2 separate regions of the Mus musculus genome follow, and region 1 is linked to region 2. Evidence: chromatin contacts called from public promoter capture Hi-C data. All regions are on one chromosome and are shown on one strand. Each heading gives the region's core, a stretch centred on a gene start, on an enhancer-like site or on the middle of the called end of the contact. The rest is flanking DNA. Distances are from core to core; before and after follow the strand shown. Region 1 holds the start of Smc2 (structural maintenance of chromosomes 2). Region 2 holds the start of Pgap4 (post-GPI attachment to proteins GalNAc transferase 4).

Region 1 (6,893 bases), core at 1,723-4,222, 2.8 Mb before region 2:
ATTAATACTATATGTGTTGTTCTGGAAAACCCACCTATATAGTGTTACGTTAAGTAAAAACAGGCAGCCACATCCGTCAGCAAGAAAAGCAAGGACTACAGACAATAACTTATAATATGTACTTTTTTCAATAGCACTTTCTTTCTGTTTTGAATTTCTACTGACTTAGCAAGAATTAATTTCAAAACTCAAGGAAGTACTGTCTATGAACTTCACTAGCCATCCCATGCCCATTAGTTCACTCTGATAGGGCATTCACTGTAAGCACAAGTGAAAGAACCAGTATTGGCTCAAGACACAAGAGTGAGGGAAGGAGAGGGAGAGGGAAAGGGAAAGGGGTATTTGTCCTGGGTTTGGGAGTAGAGACAACAAAGGACTGCCTCTGGGAGGGTGGGAGACAGCTGTGCTCCACAGACAAACAGCACTTTATAAACATAAATGGGAAACCCCCATGTTAGGATAAATTGGTTAATTTTGATTGGGCATTTTAATTAGGTGAGCCAGGGGGGGGGGGTGCTTTGATTGCTGGACTTCAATACTTTGATAGCTGGACCTTGGCAGTCAGCCTCAGGAGGCAGAAGTGACCAAAATAAGGGAATGGACCTTGGTGGCTAACTTTAGGAATGTAATCTAACAGTTTTTAGCAAGGCAGAGGGACTGGATGGAAGGGCATGGCCTGCTAGAGCCATATTTCCACGAGAGGCCAACAAGAGTCCCTTCAAAAAGAGCAGGTATGTTGGGTATCCTAAGTTTCTGGGCTAATATCCACTTATCAGGATACCCAAGATATAAGATACAATTTGCTAAACGCATGAAACTCAAGAAGAACGAGGACCAAAGTGTGGACACTTTGCCCCTTCTTAGAAATGGGAACAAAACACCCATGGAAGGAGTTACAGAGACAAAGCAAAGTTTGGAGCTGTGACGAAAGGATGGACTATCTAGAGACTGCCATATCCATGGATCCATCCCATAATCAGCTTCCAAACGCTGACACCATTGCACACACTAGCAAGATTTTGCTGAAAGGACCCAGACTATGCTGGGGCCTAGCAAACACAGAAGTGGATGCTCACTATTGGATGGATCACAAGGCTCCCAATGGAGGAGCTAGAGAAAGTACCCAAGGAGCTAAAGGGGTCTGCAACCCTATAGGTGGAACAACAATATGAACTAACCAGTACCCCGGAGCTCTTGACTCTAGCTGCATATGTATCAAAAGATAGCCTAGTCGGCCATCACTGGAAAGAGAGGCCCATTGGACTTGCAAACTTTATATGCCCCAGTAAAGGGGAACGCCAGGGCCAAAAAGGGGGAGTGAGTAGGTAAGGGAGTTGGGGGGTGGGTATGGGGGACTTTTGGGATAGCATTGGAAATGTAAGTGAGGAAAATACCTAATAAAAAATTAAAAAAAAAAAAAAAAAGAAATGTGGGAAACTAAAAAAAAAAAAAAAAAAAAAAAAGAGCAGGTATGGACTGAGAACAGAGACTACCCAATATAACAGTGCTGGTATGCTGGTATGGGTGTTACTCCCAACAGCTTAGGAGGACAAACCTCAGGCAAGGCCTCTGTATGTATCTTTTCGTCTGTCTACAGGATGAAACAGTAATAGTATTTGCTTAAACGGCTGCACTGCAACACAACATAACTCACATGAAGTACAAACAAAACACATGAAGTACAAACATGCAAAGAAAGAAAACCCAAAGTCTCCACAGATTAACAGATTCTCTTGCCAACACATAAGTCAGAAAAGCTGACACTTTACCTGGGACAGGTTGGAGATGCCTAGGAGAAAGCATATGGAGTCCAATATGTTGGATTTTCCACTACCATTTAAACCAGTGATCGCATTGAAGAGGGGGTCAAAACCATTGACTTCAGTCCTCTGTGCATAGGACTTGAATCCTTCGAGAATGATTGATTTAACATACATTTTCTAAACTGTCTTGGGTTAGTAAGCCTGTTAGGCAACAAGCTACAAGTCACGTCTGTATAAAACAGAAATAAGATCATTTATGTAGAATGTTAAAAACCCTCAAATCATAGTAAATACGACAGGATACACAATAACGTAAAGTAAAAAAAAAAAAAAAAAAAAAGAAAAGAAAAGAAAAGAAAAAATACACCTGCCAAACTACTTTTTCTCCTAAAAACAGCTGGCTCAGATTTTAAAACATCCAACCGTTAGCCAATGCCGGTAAGTTAAACCATTTAACCTAAAAATCATCTTTATCATTACTGTCCACTTTCCTAGGTTCGTGTTGCACTACAATACTGTAGTTAACAGAGACTACTAATTATTTCCCATTTCATTATCCTTGCCACAGACGACACTGGACTGAATACTCTTTACTGCACACCACTTAGCATACATCTTACAGGAGTCCTTCATGGATCTCCCTAATAGCACGCACACCCATCCTCTCCTTCCTTTTTCCTCCACAGCAGTAAAAGATGACATCAGTCGGCACCGTCTTTCCAACTCATTCTCGGTCCCGTTGTGCTTTTTTGCCTACATACGACCTTAACTCTGTTTACACTCGACTCTCAGAACCCGGGTAGTTAGTGAACCTTAAGGGCGAAGTGAATCCATTCTACTGCCTCGTTTTAAAATTCCGTGTTCTCTCGCTTGCCCAAGCCTTTCTCGATTCACCTTACGGATGAACAACAGTCAACATCTCTAATTCTCGCTTCAAGTCCCTCCTTGAGAATCTTGCCCACCCCTGTGCCTCATCTCCCGCCTGGACACCAGGCCGGGCCAAGAGCAGCACTACGCACCCGCCACAAAGCGGCTGGCCAGGGGAACCAGCAAAGTTCCAACCCGACGCGAAAGTGGACAGTGAGGCCACCCGACCTGTACTCAGGCGCTACCGGGCGAACGCCACCATCCCGGGCACCGCATCCGCTGCAGCCAACAACCGTGCCGGAACTGTTCCTTTGAATTTCGGCGCGAGCAAAGGACCCCAACTCCGAGGCGTCTGCGCTCTGTTGGTGCCTAGTATCTGCCTGACTGAAGCGCTTCCTCTTTTGCCCTAAGGAAAAACACAGAAACGACATAGCGACAATAAATAATAGTTTTAATATTGGAAGGTAGGAGACTATACCGTTTTGAACATGGAAAGCGAAAATGAAGATAGGTCGTGCTGACATCGCGTCAGGCATGCTCTGGGCAGCACCTCTTCCAGGTCTGGGCCTCGCGCGTTGCCGGCCCCGCCCTCTTTCTGGCCCTTTCAGGCTATCGGTCGGAGCCTTGGCTTCTGTCCGCAGGCTCCGCCCCCTCCCGGTCTACGCTCTTTGCTGCGGGGCGCGGCCGGGGCGGGCCGGGGCGGGGGCGGGCCGGGGGTCCCGGGACCCTTCGAGGATATTACAGGGTGGAAACCAACACTAGTGAGAAAAGTCCTCTGAGGCTTCATTTTCTACTAATTGAAGAGAAAGGCACTGGCTTTGAAAACACAAACCAAAACCAGTTCCAGTTTCCGGAGGGGACTGTAGGCCTGCAGTATGTGGAGTTTGGTGGAAGATGCTAGGCAAACGGCTGTAAGATTTTTTTTTTTTTTTTTATGCCGAAAACCTGTTTAATGATAAGCAGTGGCTGACGTACCGGTTCACGAAATGTTGCTGAAGCTTCTTAATAACAGTTTGTATTTACAGAGTTCTGTAGATCGGGTAGCTGTGTTTCAAAGGCTGTCAAGAATTTCCTCAACAAACGTGGAACCCTAGTGTTTCCTTTTGTACAGACGAGTTTATTGAATCACTGGGTTAAACGACTTATAAGTGAAGAGAGATTTTTGTTCCAGGCTGCCTAACTACAGAGTGTGTACTCCTAAACTTATTATCTACAACTGCTAATTTTACATTGCTAGTTAGAGCTGATCCCCATCAACTATGTAATTTAAAAAAAAAATGGTGTTGGGATTATTTATATTTAAGCATCAATACTAAGAGAAGGGCTTAGCTTTGTTTTTTTTATTGAAAATTTATTTTTTTTCCTACCGTATATTCCGATTAGTTTTCTCCGCCCCAACCTCTCCTAGAACCTCCTCCATTTCCACACTCACCCAAATCCACACATTTTCTTTTCTCTTTCTCATAAGAATATAAACAGACATCTAAAATGATGATGATAAAATAAGATTTTAAAAACAGAAGGACCAAATAAACAGGAGGGGGAAAAAAGCCAAAGAAAGAGCATTAGAGACACAATGAGACACATTCACACAGAGATATACACACAAAACATAAAAACAAAAGCAGAAACCATAATACATAATAAACAAAAGATTTTTAATATTAAATGGAAATGTTCAGACAAAGCAGTGTGAGACAAAAACCCTCTAAAAATACCATTAAGTTCGTTTTATGTTGGCCATCTATTGCTAGGCATCGGGAGGGACTACCCTTAAATATGGTTTGTACACCCAGACATCACTGGAAAAATGATTTGCTCTGCAGCAGTTATCAATTGGATATAGCTTCTGGGTTAGGATGGAGGATTGTTTCTATTTTCCCTCTCAATACTGGCTTAGAACTGCAGGTCCTGTGCATGCTGAAATTTACAGTGGTAGACAGGGAGGAAAGTGAAGATCGCCTTCCTGAACCTGAGAACTTCCTAGGCAAGCATTGGCAGCAGGTTCTCAAGTAAAAAGTGCCAGACTGCCTGGCAGTGGTGGCGCGCGCCTTTAATCCCAGCACTTGGGAGGCAGAGGCAGGCGGATTTTTGAGTTCGAGGCCATCCTGGTCTACAGAGTGAGTTCCAGGACAGCCAGGGCTATACAGAGAAACCCTGCCTCGAAAAACAAAGAAACAAAAAAGAAACAGTACAGTATCTATAATAGTATGCTACCTGCCTTCCTGTGGTATCAGCCTATTTGTCTGTGAAATTAGCTAACACCACTTTAATAAAGATATTTTGTCTGGTGTAATTCCTACTACTCTTGAACTCCAATGACTTGACTTATTTATGTTGGCTCTGTTGAATTATACATTTTCACCTTCAGCTCTGCTATATTCCTTTGATCACTTTTTTATGAATAAGGAATTTTGATTTTTAGACAAATCTAACATGGATTTTCACAAATTTTATTACTTGCTTGGGGGATAAAAATTTAAGACAGATATTAAGACAGACATCATTAGTATGTTGGCTACCTTAATAGACGAATAGCTAGATGATATCCTTAAGACAAATGGATAAAAATGTACAGGTACTTAAGTATTTAAGTGTACTCTTTTATTATGCTGTACTCATTATATAAAATGATAGGTTTCATTATGACATATTTCTATATGTAGAGTATGTCTCCTTTGCTCATATCACCCCTCCGTTATTGTCTATACCTTTTCTGTGATGCTAATCTCTTTCTTTCTAAGTAGTTTTGGGTTTTGTTTTTTGATATTTCTCTTTTTTTTCATTTTTAGTAGTTTTTTTTTAATTGGATATTTTATTTATTTACATTTCAAATGTTATCTCCTTTCCCGATTTCCCCTCCAGAAACTCCCTATCCCTTCCCCCCTCCTCCTGCTTCTATGAGGGTGTTCTCCCACCCACTCACTCCCACCTCCCTGCCCTCAAATTCCCCTACAAAGGGGCATCCAGCCTTCATAGGAACAAGGGCCTCTTCTCCTATGGATACCCTACAAGGCCATTCTCTGCTACATATACAGCTGGAGCCATGGGTCCCTCCATGTGTAGTCTTTGGTTGGTGGTTTAGACCCTGGGAGCTCTGGTTGGTTGATATTGTTCTTCCTATGGGTTGCAAACCATTCAGCTCCTTCAGTCTTTTCTCTAACTCCTCCATTGGGGACCCAGTGGTAAGTTGAATGATTGGCCACAATCATGCACCTCTGTATTTGTCAGGCTCTAGCAGAGCCTCCCAGGCGACAGCTATATCAGGCTCCTGTCAACATGCTCTTCTTGACATCCACAATAGTGTCTGCTTTGGTGACTGTATATGGGATGGGTCCCCAGGTGGGGCAGTCTCTGGATGGCCTTTCCTTCAGTCTCTGCTCCACACTTTGTCTCTGTAATTGCTCCGTTGAGTATTTTGTTACTCCTAAGAAAGACCAAAGCTCCCACATTTTGGTCTTCCATCTTCTTGAACTTCATGTGATCTGTTAATTGTATCTTGGGTATTCCGAACTTTTGGGCTAATATCCACTTAACAGTGAATCATACTATGTGTGTTCTTTTGTGATTGGGTTACCTCACTCAGGATGGTATTTTCTAATCCCATTCATTTGCCTAAGAATTTCATAAATTCATTGTTTTTAATAGCTGAGTAGTACTCCATTGTGCAAATGTACCACATTTTCTGTATTCATACTTCTGTTGAGTGACATCTGGGTTATTTCCAGCTTCTGGCTATTATAAATAAGGCTGCTATGAACACAGTGGAGCATGTGTCCTTATGACAAGTTGCAACATCTTCTGGGTATATGCCCAGGAGAAGTATTGCTGGATCTTCCGGTTGTACTATGTCCAATTTAGTGAGGAACTACGGAACTGATTTCTAGAGTGGTTGTACCAGTTTGCAATCCCACCAGCAATGGAAGAGTGTTCCTCATTCTCCACATCCTCACCAGCATCTGCTGTCACCTGAATTTTTGATCTTAGCCATTCTGACTGGTATGAGGTGGAATCTCAGGATTGTTTTGATTTGCATTTCCCTGATGAATAAGGATGCTGAACATTTCTTCTTTAGGTGCTTCTCGACCATTTGAGTTTCCTCAGTGAGAATTCTTTGTTTAGCTTTGTACCCCATTTTTAATAGGGTTATTTGATTGTCTGGAGTCTTAATTTCTTGAGTTCTTTATATATATATATTGGATATTAGCTCTCTATCTGTTGTAGGATTGGTAAAGACAGTTTCCCAATTTGTTGGTTGCTGTT
Region 2 (6,998 bases), core at 3,694-6,193:
CTCCACTCCATGCAGAAGGGGGACCCAGACATTAAGCAACTCAACAAGCCAAAATTCTAAATGAGTAGTTGCTGTTCCCTGCCTCCTTTCTCTCCTAAGCTTCTAAACACTCCCTACCCATTATCACCTTCCTATCTCTCTGCATGTGCATTTACCTTCTTCTCAACAGGACTGACAGTGACTTTGAGAAACACTGTAGGTGATGAACACTGCGGCAGGATGACAAATCCCCTGACCCACTGCTTTCCTGATCCCCGTCAACCTAAGCACCCTTCACCGTCCACAGCAAATGTGATTAAGCGGGGCAACTTGAGAAGAGGATGCTCCTGGATTATCCACATGTGCCAGGTACGATCACTACTGTGCTTAGTAAGCAGGAGGCAGGAGAGCCAGCGTCAGTAACAGAGGGAAGTGCGGCCAGCTCAAAGTACACAGGAAGATGCTCACCCAAGAGAGAACATAAACAGGATCGGAAGACTGAAGAAAGATGAGGAAACCGACTCTCTTCTCAGAGCAGCCAGAGAAGAAACCGCTTGCCAGTGCCCTGACGTTGACGTAACTTTGGACTTTTAACTTCCAGAACTGTGAGGTAATAAGTGAGGTTCCTTTTACACCAATTTCTTTTATTTGGAGTGTGTGTGTGTGTGTGCAGGTCAGGGGACTCCACCAGGAGAGCCCTGGGTATCATACTCAGGCTGTCAGGCTTGGCAGCAAACGCCCTTGCCCAGTGAGTCACCGAGACCTGCAGATACTAAAACTGTGATATATATATATGTCTAAAGTGAGAAACTGATGCAAAGAAAGACAATGATTAAGAGAAATTCAAGAGATATGACAACAAAACAAAACAAAAACAAACAGAAAACCCCAAAACCACAAACTATGATTCTGGATCTGCATCCAAACTAGACTTTTTTCCTTTTTGTTTACTGAAATGGACATTACTGTGACAATGGATTCGATTTAAATAAAAGCTGTGAAATAGATAAATAGTCTTTCAAGGTTCATTTTCCAATTTTGAGATGTGTGCTGGGGTTGGGCAGGCTGTCTCTGTATTTATAAAATAAATGTGGAAGGATTTCAGGAGAAGGGGGCAGGACTCCAAGTTACTGTCAAGCAGCCATCCATTCACACAGAAACATTCATAAGACACAGAAGTAAAGACAGAGTGATGAGCCTAAGAGGGTAAATGTTCCCTTTCGAACAGTTCGGGCCATACACATAAACACACACACACACAATGTGTTATTCTAAATCTGAAATTAATTTTAAAAAGAAAGCATTTATGTGTTGAAATATTGTAGGCATGATGTCTCTGTGCAGTGTGTAAAGATTAAAGATTACCCTCCTGTTATTCAAATGCTAATTTCTCTGTCCTCATATCTTGTTGCATTCCTGACAGAGCATTGTAATGCTTTTTCCAAATCTCCGGTTTCAAGTTTGCATAAACAATGCTTACAGAATCGATTTTCTTTTCTTTCTTTCTTTTTTTTTTTTTAACATATTCTTTTTTGATGTGCGTGTGAGTAACTGCATCTGTGGGAAAATAAGGGAAGGAGACAGAATGTAACAATTACCTAGACATACAACTGAAAATCATCTGCCTATTTTTCTGCCTACATGGTACATAAATGAAATGGAGGTCCCAGCCAGGCATGTTTTTGGATGACTTTAATTCCAGCCTTAGTAGGCAGAGGCAGGTGGATCTCTGTGAGTTCATTGCTAGCCTGGTCTACATAATCAGTTCCAGCCAGTCCTACTAAAAACAAATGAACAAACAAATGTAATTATAGATTATCTCATTAATTAATTAATACTCCAATTTCTGGTAGGAGTTGGGTGGATTTATGCATTACATTTTCTGCAGAAGACCTTTATAAATTCTGGCCAGATGTAAAAAGAACCAAAAAGCAATCTGAAGGAGGCAGCCACTTGATAAATTGTGTATTGCCTGATTTTCTCCACATTGTGATAGAATGACAGACAGAAACCACTTGAAAGAAGGAAAGCAAGGGAGGGACTAGGGACCAGGTATAACTTTCAAAGGCCAGGTCTGACTTACCTCCCTCCTCCAGCTAGGCATCCATTCCAAGGCTTCCAGAGCTTATCCAAATACTGTCACCAGATGGGGACCAAATGGTCAACACATGCGTGTGCAAGGACATTTCAGATTCAAACCGTAACAAAATGTGACATTTTCTACTTGTATTTTTGTTTTTGTTGGTTTCCCATTGTTTTAATCTTCACAGCTACTGAAGCAGAAAAAAGAGGATTCCAAGTACACAGTGGCTTTAGACACACTTCACTGCTAGGAGAACTGGGAAATGAGGGGAAAATGCTAGAAGCCAGAGAGCAGCAGAATGACTGAGATTCACCTTAGTATAAACTGCAGCCACAGCCCCGCTGACTTCTGAACTTCTCAAACTCACTGGCAATGCCCCAGGCAAAGAGGCCAACAAATCAAACAAAATACCCCAGATACACATCAAAAGAGGGTCTATGTTTGAAAGATAAAACTGCCCTGGGTGAGATTCATACTTTTTGCTTTGCTGTGTGTGTGCAATTGGATAAAGTCCACGAAGCTCAGAGCTGAAGCCTTACTCAGCTTTGAAGCATCAGGGCATCAGCTCAGGGGGAGGCGGAAGAGAGGCTAGAAATTTAGATAGGGAGGTGTAATACAAGAAAACAGAAATAAACTAAATCCCCCCAAACTGGATTTAGAATCTTCTCAAATCTTCAGGTGATTGCAAATCTACTGGAATACAGACAAGACACCGTGGGGGAGTGGGGAGCCTATGCAAGTATAACAGAAGCTGGATGGATGGGGAGGGGTAAAAGGAGAGGAGGAAAAATGATCCGAGATATCAGCTATTGCAGGAAACACACAGTGTGAAATTGAACACTGAATCCAGGCAAGTAAATTGTGTGCTAGAGCAACACCCAATAGTCCTTGGAGAAAGTTGTAGACTTCAGAGTTAATGCAATACCAGCAATGGCCTGTTTTGTTTTGTCATTCATTAGATACGTCTAGAGAAAAGAGAAGAAAGCCGGAATAGCTGGTTTATTATCAGATGCGTTATAAACATACTGCCAAAGGTAGAGGCACTTTGTATTGGTAGAGGGGAGAGCCGTCATCCGTGTACATACGCCTGATTACAGAGCAATAGAACATATGATAAGACGTGTGAACATTTAAAGTGAGAAGAAAGTGGATGATGCACAGCTTCATTAATCTTCACAGACAGTTTTCCACAGCTGACAAAGCTAGAAAGTCAAAACCAGGAAAGACAGTGTCAACAGTACTATGCCTGACAGGACGCTTTAAAATAATGAAACCACTGTAAAACCAAACAGTTGCCCAGCATGTATCGCTCCAAGGCCACATGGAACACTCCTCAAAGACAGGCTTTATTCTGGACCGTTAAAGAAAAGCTCTCCACAGACTTAGTGAACAAAATCTTACGGGTGAGTTTTCTAATCTCAAAAGAACTGGGAATAAAACACTGAAAGAAGCACTACCAACAAAGTTAAAAACACACGCTGTCTTAGTCAGGGTTTCTATTCCTGCACAAAACATCATGACCAAGAAGCAAGTTGGGGAGGAAAGGGTTTATTCAGCTTACACTTCCACATTGCTGTTCATCACTGAAGGAAGTCGGGACTGGAACTCAAGCAGGTCAGACAACAGGAGCTAATGCAGAGGCCATGGAGGGATGTTTCTTACTGGCTTGCTTCCCCTGGCTTGCTCAGTTTGCTTTCTTATAGAACCCAAGACTACCAGCCCAGAGATGGCACCACCCACAAGGGGCCTTTCCCCTCTTGATCACTAATTGAGAAAATGCCTTACAACTGTATCTCATGGAGGCACTTCCCCAATTGAAGCTCCTTTCTCTGTGATAACTCTAGCTGTGTCAAGTTGACACGCAGAACCAGCCAGTACACACAGCTAAAACATACAAACCAGACAAGCAAATGACAAGAAATTTTCACCTAAATCAGGCAGATATCATGGCCTTTCTTGTAGTTGGTTGTCTTTTTCTGCGATCACCTCAAGGCTCCTTCAAGTGGACACAAAGAACCCCAGTGACATGAGTTCTGAGAGGCTTCAACAGCAGGAACTTGGCTCAATAGGCTGAGCTCAGGATTGTTCGCCTCTGTAGTAGAAAGCAGCTAGAACATCTGGAAACAAGATGATGATCTCATTTTTTGCATCAAATAATTTACTTATGGAATTTCCTCTTTTTAACCCTGTAAACTCGTATGTACCCTGTTACAGAAAGGGTTTTACTGGATATTTTCTATCGGTGCCTCCTAATCTTGCAACTTGTTTCCATCCTGAGTATTTAAGTGATAATGATCAGACAATACAACATTATGATCACCAAAAAAAAAATTCCTATTATATGTACATCCAAAATACTCATTTAAGTCCTAGCCTACACTGGCAAACTGACATGGAATAGAAGCAATAAAAATGGCCACAAAGATGTATGGTGGTGAGAGCCCTGGTGAGGCCAGGGTACTAAGCTGGCTGTTTTTTACCTTCTCATAGTCAGACATGCAGTTTTTTTCCCCCTTCCTTGAGTCATTTCCTATGCTTTCCCTGTGTTGCACGTCAGGATTACTCTACCCCAGTGCGTATATTTTTCTCCCTCTCCAGTTATGTCTCCCAGGGGCTTTTGCATTTAAACAGAAGGCGTTTAGAAGATTAAAGCCCATTCAGAAACAGAGAAATAGGTTTCTACACAAACGCTTCCGCAAAGGGCGAGATGCTTTATTAAAATACATCTTTCTTCTTGTGCCCACCTGATGGAATAAAACCTAGGCTTGCATTCACATTATAAAAGGGACATCATCCTGTTCTCCTGACTTGGGAGCGACCCTGCTTTTCCCTCGCTGCCCATCAGTTGGCGCCTTTTGCCTCTCCCCCACCCCGCCCCGCAACCCCCACCCCCAAGCCAGCTTTGGGGGCTGCAGTTGCTCCGCAGCTCTCAGGTCACGTGGCCTGGCAGAGCGAGGGGAGCCCTGCACCGGAGCGAATGCTGGAGGAGGCGAGCCTTCCGCTACTCTCCGCCCGGCAGGGTTCTGCCAAGGCGCCACCATCGAGACCAGCCAGCCTGGGCTACAGCAGCGGTGGCCTGGGCTACAGCGGCGGTGGCCTTGGCAAGCCAGGACGTAGCTGACGCCTCCACGGGGTAGGTTTCCTGCCGGGCTGGTGTCGCGGAGAAGCGCGCCCTCGAGGGGACGCGATGTGGGAGCGACGGCCGATGAGGGGAGTGGTGCTCCCGAGGCCTGCGTCCCCCGCCCTGAGCCCCGCAGGCTGGCTCGGCCGCGGCCCCGCCCTCGGTGCGTCTGTGGCACCAGGCGGGTCGCCTCGCTCTTTGGCTGTCGCCGGCCGGGCCGGGTTGTCACCAGGCCCGAGGATGCAGCCCGGGAGCCCCACACAGCGGCCGGCCTGAGCGCTACCCCCTAATGGCTGCCCGGGAGCGGGGGCCCCTCCGCCCGTCCTCGGCGGGGCGCGTCCTCCAGCGAAGGTGACCGGAGGAAGGCGCCCCTCCCGCTCCCGGGAACGCCCGCGCCTGGAACGCCACTGCGCTGGACTCGCAGTCTCTGCCTGAAGGTGGGCAAACTGAGGCCGGTGGGCAGAGGGGACTCCCCAAGGTCAGCGAGGGCCCTAGATGCCAAGCTAGGGGTTTTCAGTCACTATTATTTTCCCCAGAGTGGATGGATGGGTGTGTCGCAGCTTTCGCTCAGGTTCTTGTGCCAGGCGTCGCCCGTGCCGCACTGCGTTCAGGAGGTTGTCGCGGGACCTGAACCCCCGCAGGTCACAGTGACCTGGCATCTCCTGCTCGACCCTTGCTCTCCCTGCGGGACCACAATGCGGCTTCAGTGATGATCTCACCATGCGGATTATCACCAGAAACTGCAGGTGTGGGTGTGCGCGCAAGTGCACGCCGGTTTCCCTGAGAGAAATAAACCATGTATGGGAAATAGTTTTATTGGAGGATTTCTAGGGGGTCTTTATGCGCCACATAGTTTATGAGACCAGAAGAGCAAACAAGGTTCGTCTAATGCTTAATATGATGAGAACCAGAAAAAAAGAAATGGAAATGATAAGCATGGAGCAAAAAGAAAAAAAAAAAAAAAAAAGAAAAAAAAAAAAGAAAAATATAAACAAAACTACATCTTTTAGATTGTTGAGATTCTCTGTTTAGCTTTAAATTTTTCTATATTTGAAGTTAATATTAACAATGTAGTTATTATTAATAATGTAATTATATTAATAATGGTATGTAGTTTTAATTTGCTTGCCTTTATCCATAGGAACCCATACCTAATTACCTGTGTTTGACTTGCTCATTTATATGGATCCATATTTTAATTGGAGTAGTTTTTCTAATTATAATTCAAAACATTCTTTAAAATGCTTTCGTTAATTTTTTAATGTGTTGATAGTAATCTGACTATCAATTTGTCAAAACTTTGAACTATTTGAACAATTAAATGGTACATTTTGTTGTACTAAATGTGCCTCAATAAAGTTGTTTTTAGACAAGATTGGGGGCATTGAGGGTGGTGTGGCTGTAGACCAAAGTTGTTTTTAAAAGCTAGGAGAATTATACTGGGTCATGAGAAAAAAAATAGGCTTAATAAGATAATAAAACATGCTATAAAGTCTCAGTAATTAAAATAACAAGAGCCATGGCACACACTGGCATAGTGGCCCAGGCTCGCAATCCTAGTGCTAGGGAGGTTGAGGTAAGAGAATCTCTAGTTTCATGTCAGTCTGAGCTTCATAACAAGACCTTGTCTCAATATAATAAATAAGAATTAATACAACAACAATAATGAAAAGGGACAAACTCACAAATATAAGATATCTAATACACCATAAATGTAGCAATTTAAATTAGGGATTAAAGGGGATTTAGGCTTACTTGCTGCCCTGCTCACCGTCCATGTGTCTGGCACAAGACTCATTGTGGAGTGAAATTTTG

Evidence for each region. Capture Hi-C pulls out chosen DNA fragments and counts their contacts.
Region 1: a contact with region 2 is called in a promoter capture Hi-C map of adipose tissue, with 4 times the contacts expected there. The contact joins the promoter of Smc2 here to the promoter of Pgap4 in region 2. A contact is called at or near these places in 2 of 39 promoter capture datasets (hippocampal neurons and liver) and 1 of 9 other capture datasets (adipose tissue).

What each region holds. Positions count from the first base shown.
Region 1 is chr4:52,435,300-52,442,192 of GRCm38.p6, reverse strand. It overlaps Smc2 (structural maintenance of chromosomes 2), which reads right to left and starts at 2,972. Exons shown (of 25, transcript NM_001301412.1): 1 at 2,783-2,972; 2 at 1,770-1,992. The coding sequence starts at 1,937. It overlaps Smc2os (structural maintenance of chromosomes 2, opposite strand), which reads left to right and starts at 3,229. Exons shown (of 2, transcript NR_045175.1): 1 at 3,229-3,541.
Region 2 is chr4:49,595,821-49,602,818 of GRCm38.p6, reverse strand. It overlaps Pgap4 (post-GPI attachment to proteins GalNAc transferase 4), which reads left to right and starts at 4,943. Exons shown (of 2, transcript NM_025944.4): 1 at 4,943-5,195. Gm33106 (a long non-coding RNA gene) reads right to left here and starts at 6,980. Exons shown (of 3, transcript XR_390562.3): 1 at 6,939-6,980; 2 at 3,991-5,963; 3 at 3,047-3,264.